Linked DNA regions of Macaca mulatta: region 2 is linked to region 1. Evidence: chromatin contacts called from public Hi-C data. All regions are on one chromosome and are shown on one strand. The core of a region is the stretch at or near the end of the contact, and the rest is flanking DNA. Distances in the headings are between cores, read along the strand shown.

Region 1 (4,019 bases), core at 483-2,982:
AAGTTGAGACTCTACCTCCTCACCTCTCCCACCTCCTTTCTAGTCAGTTCTGGGAGCAGTGGGCCTGCCTTCTGCCAGACCTCTGGTCTTGGGTTCCTGCACTGGACAGGGCATTGCCCCACAGAGGGCGTCTCTCTGGTGTGTTGAGCCAGAGCTGCTGGAGTAGAATGGGGAGGTGTGTCTTTGGCGTGTGGGCAAGAGCCTGAGGGGCTGGGGTGCCCATAAGGACGGGGGCAATTGGCACAGAATTTCTTGGGATCCGGTGGCTGGAGAAGCCACGTACATAGGTAGCTGTACTGCCACGTTTTGACCACGGAGGAGGCTGATGTGGCCAGAGCACCTGAGCCCAGCGTTGCAAGGCCTGCGGTCAGGTGTGGCTCTCCTGGGCTGGGACTCATGGGCAGTGTGACCGCTTGTGAGGAGGGGCCAGTGTGACCAGGATTCATTCGTTAAGGCTGGGGGTTTCTGACCCCCTGCGAAAGTCCATTTAGAATGAAGAGTCCCAAGCAGGGTAGTGTCCCAGAGGGCAGGGTCCCACAGGGTCCCATGCAGTGATCTGTATTGTTTCCGCTCACCCCTCCTTGAAATGTTCATTGCATTTATGTCTGACAGTGACCACTCCAGTTGGGCCAGCCTACTGGGAGGCCCCCTGAAAAGCCAAGAGCACAGTGACAGCAGCCAGAGGCTTCACTGTTCGTTCATGGAGTGCCTGTGTGTGTGTGTGTGTGTGTGTCTTTGGGCAGAATCAGACCCTGCACAAACCTGTTGCTCATTTGGTCCCCTCTCTCCGGGCACCTCCTTTGTGGGGGCCCCTGCTAGATGATGCCCTGTGCTTTGGGCGTAGGCTTCTCAGCTCCCTACTTGGAGATGGGGAGTGCAAGGGAGGGCGTGGGCGGTGAGTGGGTGTGTGGACACACTTCACCGAATTCACTACGAAAATGGGACCGCTTTCCTTAGGGTTGTACGTGCTCCCTTTCCTCACTGGGAGTTGTGGTCATCAGGGGCTGACTTATTCCCTGAATCTCTCACATGGGAAGGAAGGAGAGATGTTGGGTTGGGGAGGAAGCCCTGTGAACTTGAACCTGGGGTCCAGTCTTAGAGTCAGTAGGTCACTGGTGTTTTCACCCCTAAATCTCAGGGACGCTCAGTAGGAAGACCCTCTAGCTACACAGCCCAGAGGGGTGCCGCCTGCTGGGGGCAGGTGTCAGAGGCTTGTGCCTGATGCAGTGACACCCTATAAGGGGTGCCCGCTCCTTCCCGTTCTGTAACGATCACTCGCTAGGGGCGGGGCGCATCCGTTGTCTTCTTCCAGCTTGGTGGCCATTTCTGGCGCTTCCCCGCTCTCGGACCTCCCTGCTGCCACCGGTCCAGCCCCGCCAGATCTGTAGCCCCTCCTTGCTCCGCCCTCCTGTCCCGTTCTCCCGGTTCTGTTCCTTCCCCTCCCCCCCAGCTCCTGCTGGGAGTGGAGATTGCATTTCAGTTGCCATTTGCATTCCCAATCAATCCGGACTCCGCAATTAAGTCGGCTGGCGGAGCTGGGAGGGAGGCGGCGGCGGGAACGGGTCCTCTGGGGGCTGTCGCCTCCGCGCCTCCGCGCCGCTCCCATTCCGCCCCAGATTGCTTCCTGCTCCGCCGTGCGCAGCCGGCCGGCCGGGGAGGGAGCAGGAACCCCTGTAGCTTCTTTGGAGAGGGAGTGGGGAGAGGCGCGGGCTAGGCGAGTTTCCTCCCGTCCGCTTCCGTGAGCAGGCGGGTGAGCAGGGCGGGGCTGAGCAGCCGGGTCGTTCCGCCCGCGCCCCCGGCCCCGCCTCCGCCCGGGGAGGGCGCTGCCGAGGACCGGGGCGTTCAGGGTGGAGGAGGGACCCCCCCGCCACGATCACATTCTCTGCGAGGAGGGAGGAGCCACACGTGTCTGGGTCGGAAAGGTGTGGAGACCCGTTCCCACCCTGACTATCAAGAGAAACTGCGCGCATTGCAGGTCTTGAGCGGCTCCACGTTCCAGGCCGCTGGAGCTGGGAGCGGAGCTGGGCGGGGGCCGGGGCCGGCCGTGGAGTCTCCCGCTGAAGGCTGGGAGAGGGAAGCACGCACCCCGTGGGGTGGGGGAAGTCGGGACAGGGGCGGGGAGCTGGGTCCCTCCCTCACACTTAGTAATTTCTTCGATCTGTGTGTTGGGGGCGGGTCGGGGGCAGGGGATTGAGGATGACTCCAGGGCATCTCCAGAGCCCGAGGGTCGCAGCGGAGGGGGAATAGTTGACTGCTTCTGAGCTCTCGGTGCACCTGGTCCCTGGCCAGTGACAGGAATAACACACCCAGAGGCAGGTCACCAAGGCCCAGCCGACCTGGAAGACTCCTTCACAGACCACGAGGCAGGGCCTGCTTGCCTTGTGGAAGGCCCCCTTAATGCTGCTTGTCTTCAGAAGCCCCTTTCGAAGGTAGGGTCTCCCAGGCCAAGGGGGCCAGGTAGCAGGATGTGTCTGCCCATGGCCATGTACTTCAGCTTCCAGCCCGCATGCTCGCACCTCCCGCAATGGCATTTGGCCCTGGTGTGGCCGGAAGAGGAGCAGCAAGGATGTGAAATGTGCTGGGAAGTCGGCAACTGATGTCACAGCTGCTAGGGCCGCTGGAAGTGGGTGCCCTTTCTGGCCTCCACCCGTCCCCCATCTGTTGGGGAGGGGAGAGGTCCAGGAAACGGGAATCACTTTTACCCTAATTGCTTCCATCTAGGGTTGAGCCTTCTATTAGGAAAAACTTAGAGGAGGAAGGTGCAGTTGAATCCCATATTCACCCCCTACCACTGGGTGTCACTAACCCTAACCCTAACCCTAACCCTAACCCTAACCCTAACCCTAACCCACGAGCTGCAGACAAGGGACTGCCATTTCCCTGTGCCTACATCTCTTAGTCCCCGTGTTGTTGGCTGTCTGCCGGCGGGCTCTCCATTCCTAAAGGAGATGCCATCCTGGGGCCTCTTCCCTCTCTGGGTGCCCCCTTCTCTAAGTATGGGCAGAGTCTGCTTTTTCAAGGGTCCCTGCTGGGGGTGCTGCCCTTTCTGCTCTCCCAGCTAAGGGTGAGCCCCACACTCAGCCCCCTGTTTGTGGATCTACCTGTGCTCCTCTTCCTTTTGTGGGATTTTTGCCTTGAAGTCTCCAGGGAGCACTGCCTCTTCTCAGCCCTCTTGAGGTGGGGGTTTTGGAGGATGGGGGCCCACAGATGGTGATGTTGGTCCTGGATCTGCCCCTGGTCTCCACTGTGGCACTCCCTAGTCCTGAATGACCCCTGCCTCCCATTCCCAGCTGTTGCCTGGGAGAGGCAAGCACACCCAGTGGGGTGAGGGGAGTTGGGACAGGGGTGGGGAGCTGGGTCCATCCCTCACACTTGGTTATTTCTTTGATCTGTGTGTTGGGGACTGGGGACGGAGGTGGCGGGGGGTGGGGGGGGGAATTGAGGATGACTCCAGGGCATCTCCAGAGCCCGAGGGCCTTAGCCTTAGAGTACGCTAGTCCCATTGCTGTTGTGTGTTGTTTGAGGGAGAGAGCCTGAGCCAGTAAGGGCGTCTTTATAGGGTTCTCACTAGAGGGAGTAGGTTTCTCCTGGGAAGGAGGCCACAGCTGTGGTTGAGCGTCGTCTCCTGCCATCTTCCTAGTGGGGTCTGTCTCCTGCATTAGTCATCTGACAGCCAGGGTTTTAGGGGGCTTTTCCCCAATTCTTCCAACAGATGTTTACTGGGTGTCAGCTGTGGCCCAGGCCTTGTCCCCAGGGCAGGCTCCTTGCTGTGGCACTTTCGCTTGTCCTTCTAGCCATCCTCTCTGCGTTCAGCGAGTCTCACTGGCTTACGCAGGAAGTGTGGTTGCTGAGAGGGAAGGCTGGCTCTCCCTGCTGCCTGGCTTGGTGGTCTGGGGGATGCTTGGGACAATTAGGGGATTTTCTGCCCTATTATGGAGCTACCACGGGGTGGAAGGCCGGGACCTTACCAAAATCTCTGCTGTTTTGACCCTTGGAGCCTCTTGGGGAGGAGCATCACT
Region 2 (3,881 bases), core at 112-2,611, 43 kb after region 1:
CTCTAATTGAATTGACTCTAAACAAGGTTCAGTTTAATACACCCTGCCTCTATGGAGAGGCACCATTCATGGAGGGTCCAGGGCCCTTGAATTATCTGTCGGCTGAATCTTAGCTGGGTTCTGCACCCTAGATCTTTGGGCCACACCCAACTCAGCCCATCCTGTAGCCTCTCTCTTGGTCTCCTAGTCAGCACTTGTCCAGCGTGTGCTAGGCCTCCCGTAGCTAGTGTTCTCTTTGGTCCTCTACTCAGTTCTTCAAGGCTTAGCTCTGAATCTGCCAATTCATAAGTCAGGGCTTTAAGACCCCCGTCCCCCCCCCGCCCCCCCACCCCCACACATTTTGCCCCTGCATCCACAGACCCTATTCCTATCCTTTGAGCCTTTAGGGTCAGTATGATCTCCTTAGAAGCCAGAACGTGCCTGAACTGACAGCTGCTCCAACATACCCCCATCTTGGTGCCCCCGGAAATCCCATCCTTGTAGCTTGTCTACCCCTGGCAGAGGAGACAAAAAAAAAAAATGAAGGAATTCTGAAAAGGAGCCAGGGCCAAGGCTTGATGGCTAGGATGCTGAGGGAAAGGCACTAATGTGAAGGGAGCACTGGAAAGTCTTTGGTTAGCCTTCAGGGCTGTGGGGACAGAGCAGGGCGGGGATTCTGGGATCTAAAGAAGCTGTATTTGGAACTGAATTAGAGTCAGAACCTGCGCGCGATCTAAAGGTATGGGACTTCCAGGTTCCAGGCAGGTGCCGAGGTTCCGAGCAGGTTCCTGTCTGGAATTTCCAGGTGAACCGGCCTCCCGCCCGCCCTGGTCGGCCCTAGCACTTACCGGGCAGACTTGGAAAAGTCTCTGAGAAGTGCGGAGGCGGAGGCGGTGGGGGCTCTGCCACTTTCTCGCGGGCCGGCAGCAGCTCATCGGCTTCCAGTCCACCCTCTGGGCGTCGGCCGCCTGGTTCAGGGTTGTTTCGGGCGGCAGTGGCGGCGGCGGCAGCGGCGGCAGCGAGCTCTGGGGGTCCGTAGAAAGCGTCGGGCGGCTCCGCGAAGCTGGGCAGCGCGGTGGTCAGCGCCACCATCGAGGGCACAGCCTGACCCAGCCCCGCGCAGAAGGTGTTGGTAAGGCGGCCGGCGAAGGAGGCTAGCGGGGCGAGGGGCGGGAGACCAGCGGGCAGCGGCGCGGGGGCCAGTGCCTGCGGTAGGACGAGCGGCCGATAGGGCATGAACATGGGGTAGCCGGTGTACAGCAAGTGGCCGGAGCGCGGCGGCGGCGGCCCGATCAGGGAGTCGATGGAGAAGGCAGTGCCCGGGCCCCCGCCGCCGCCCCCGCCGTTGCCCCCGGGGGCACCACCGCCTCCGGCCCGCTGCATCTTGCTCGGAGCTGCGGCCGCCCCGGGGCGCTCCCCTCCGGGCGCCTCCTTGCGCCCCGCGGCTCGGGCGCCCCGCGCGGACACGCAGGGCTCGCTCCCTGGCTCCCGGGCCGAGCTGGCGGCGGGGCGCGGGATCGGCGCAGTGTGGCTCCGGCGCCGCGCACCCTCTCTCTCATAAGGAGGGAGGGGGCGGGCGAGCGGGCGGGCTGGGGGTGTCGCCCTCCGGACTCATCCATCTTCCTCAAATTACGCTTCACTTCCTCCCTCCGCCCGCCGCCGCCGCGCCCAGCTCCCGCTCCCTCCGCAGTACCCGTTCCCAGCGGCCTGGCCGGCCGGCCCGGGACCCCCACCCGCCCCCCGCGGCCCAACCAACTATTATTAATGGAGATTGATGAGGCCGGACACGCCGCTTTGTGAAAGTTTGCGGCCGACGAGAAGGCGGCGGCAGCTGCTGGGCCGGTCCCCTTCCCTCCACCCAGTCCACCCCCAACTCAGCCCACCCGGCCCGAGCTCGGCCCGGCTCGGAGGGCAAGCGAGAGGTGGCCCAGGCTCCGACGGGGCAGCGGGGCCAAGCGTGGATGGGACACCGGGCGGCAGGCGGAGAGGGCGCACCAGCAGGGACAGGCAGCGGCGCCGGACCACAGCGCCCCTCTGCTCCAGGCCGCGGCCCTCCGTCGGGCCGCGAGTCATTCCCCGGCGTGCCTCCCAGCTCCGACACCCCTCCCCCGCCCGTGGAGCGGACGTTGTGGCGGTCCCCAGAGCAAGCCCGGGGGCGACTGGCAGGACAGCACGGCCGCCGCCCCCTCCAGCGAGAGCGCGGGGCTGAGGGAGGCGAGGCGGGGCCGACAGGGGGCGCGCTGCGCCCGCCCGGTACTATGGCTTAGCGCTACTCTTATGGGGCCCCTTTCCTCCTGTCTGCCCCATTGGCACTCTGGCCTCTGGTCTCTATTCTCTTGGCATTGGCTCTTCACCTTCTTCCTCATTCCCTCCTCCTCCTCCATCTCCAACTTCCCCTAGTCCCTTTCTCTTGCCTCTGGGTAATTTCCTTGAGTGCCCACACTATGCCAAGTACTTACCATTCCTCTGACCTTTTCCCTCCATCTTTCTCCCATCCTTTACATTCTTTTTCTTCCTCCCACTCCTCTTCCCTTTCCCGTCCTCGTTTCTATTCCTATTCCTCTCTGATTATTTCTTTCCCATCTCTTACTCCTTATCCCAGTCTCTGTTACTCGATTTTTCTCATTTCTCTCCTTTATCTGTATCTCTTGTCTGTCTGTCTATCTCTTGTCTCCCTCCCTCGCTCTCTCTCCCTCTCTTCTGCTATTAATTTTCCCTGATTGGCTCCCCAGCTCCAGCGCCGCTGATGAGCCCTATTCATTCCTGGGCCTGACACTCCCGACCTGCCCTGGCTGATTGCTGGGGGCTGGCCCCAGGAGCGCTGATGAGCCCCAAGGGTCAGTAGCGCTAATTATCCGCTAATTGCAGATGACTCTCACCTCCCCCCTTCTGAGACACAGAAATGGTGGCGCCTTTTACCGTCCTCCTCCTCCTCCCAATTCCGAGCGGTAGAGTTGTCAATCTAGAGGCAAAAGTCACAGACACTTTGACTTGATAGCCACCTCAGGTTAGTGGGCAAGAGACAAGACAGGCAAGTCAACAGAAGAGTGACCCAAGCTTCAGGACACAGGGCAAGGCTGGCCAGCTACAGTGAGTGTCATCTGGTCACAAGGAAATTGTTATTCAGGTAAGGCTAGGTAGAGCCAAGCTGGTTAAAATTAATATTAAAATTAATAACAGCAAAGCCAGGCAAGTTTAGGAAGATGCAGTCTAGATAGGGGAAGTGATTTGGCTCCAGGGAGGACAAAAACCTACACAAATTCCAGGATTGCCCGGCCAAGACAGAGCAGGGCAGGAGGGAACTCTGGGTCTCAGTGACATTTGTTCCAAATTAGGAGTGTTGTGTTAGCCTAGTGAACACTGTTAATGTCAGGCTGATGTATTTAAATCAGTACCTTCAAAGACACTGTCACCAGGGTGGACTGAGGAGGGGGGCAGGACTCAAGAAAGGATTTTTTTGGTTATGCCTTAACTGACAATTCATCAGAGAGATGAACAGAGAAGAATGTCATTTCCATGCAGTCTTGATCTACCTTGGGCTCCACATTCAGCCAGTGCAGTTTCTAAGAAACAAGTCTGGTGGTAAGATGTCGCAATGGAGAAAGAAGAGGTGCCTTAGCTTAACTCCAACTCACTACTAAAGGACTTGTCTAAAGATACTCTTCGGAACACCCCTTTGCTAAATTAACCAAGCACTTTCCCAGACCAACATGGAAGACCAAGCTTCAAAAGTATATTGTATTTTTAAAGTGAGAGGGCTTATCGGTGGTGGATACATAACAGAGGCTTATTGACTTGACAAATTATTGAGGCAACTTTGGGCTACAAAACTGAAATTAAACCTGTATGAGCAGTTACAGGATCAGTCAAGTAAGGCATGAAGGAAGAGCCATTTTTAAAAG

The links. A called contact is a pair of places that touch in the nucleus more often than the background predicts.
Region 2: a contact with region 1 is called in a Hi-C map of CD4 T cells, with 3 times the contacts expected there. The contact joins the promoter of GBX1 here to the enhancer-like site in region 1. A contact is called at or near these places in 5 of 14 Hi-C or Micro-C datasets (CD4 T cells, fetal cortex germinal zone, fetal cortical plate and 2 more).

What each region holds. Positions count from the first base shown.
Region 1 is chr3:190,554,434-190,558,452 of T2T-MMU8v2.0, forward strand. The region is part of intron 9 of AGAP3 (ArfGAP with GTPase domain, ankyrin repeat and PH domain 3); the gene reads left to right. Among named protein-coding and RNA genes, the nearest start is that of TMUB1, 35 kb to the left of the region's middle. Within about 2 kb of position 1,733, at least 6 of the 40 cell types and tissues checked have an H3K27ac peak or open chromatin away from gene starts, as enhancers often do. A contact at or near this core is called in CD4 T cells, where this site is marked.
Region 2 is chr3:190,597,483-190,601,363 of T2T-MMU8v2.0, forward strand. It overlaps GBX1 (gastrulation brain homeobox 1), which reads right to left and starts at 1,362. Exons shown (of 2, transcript XM_015135300.3): 1 at 828-1,362. The coding sequence starts at 1,362.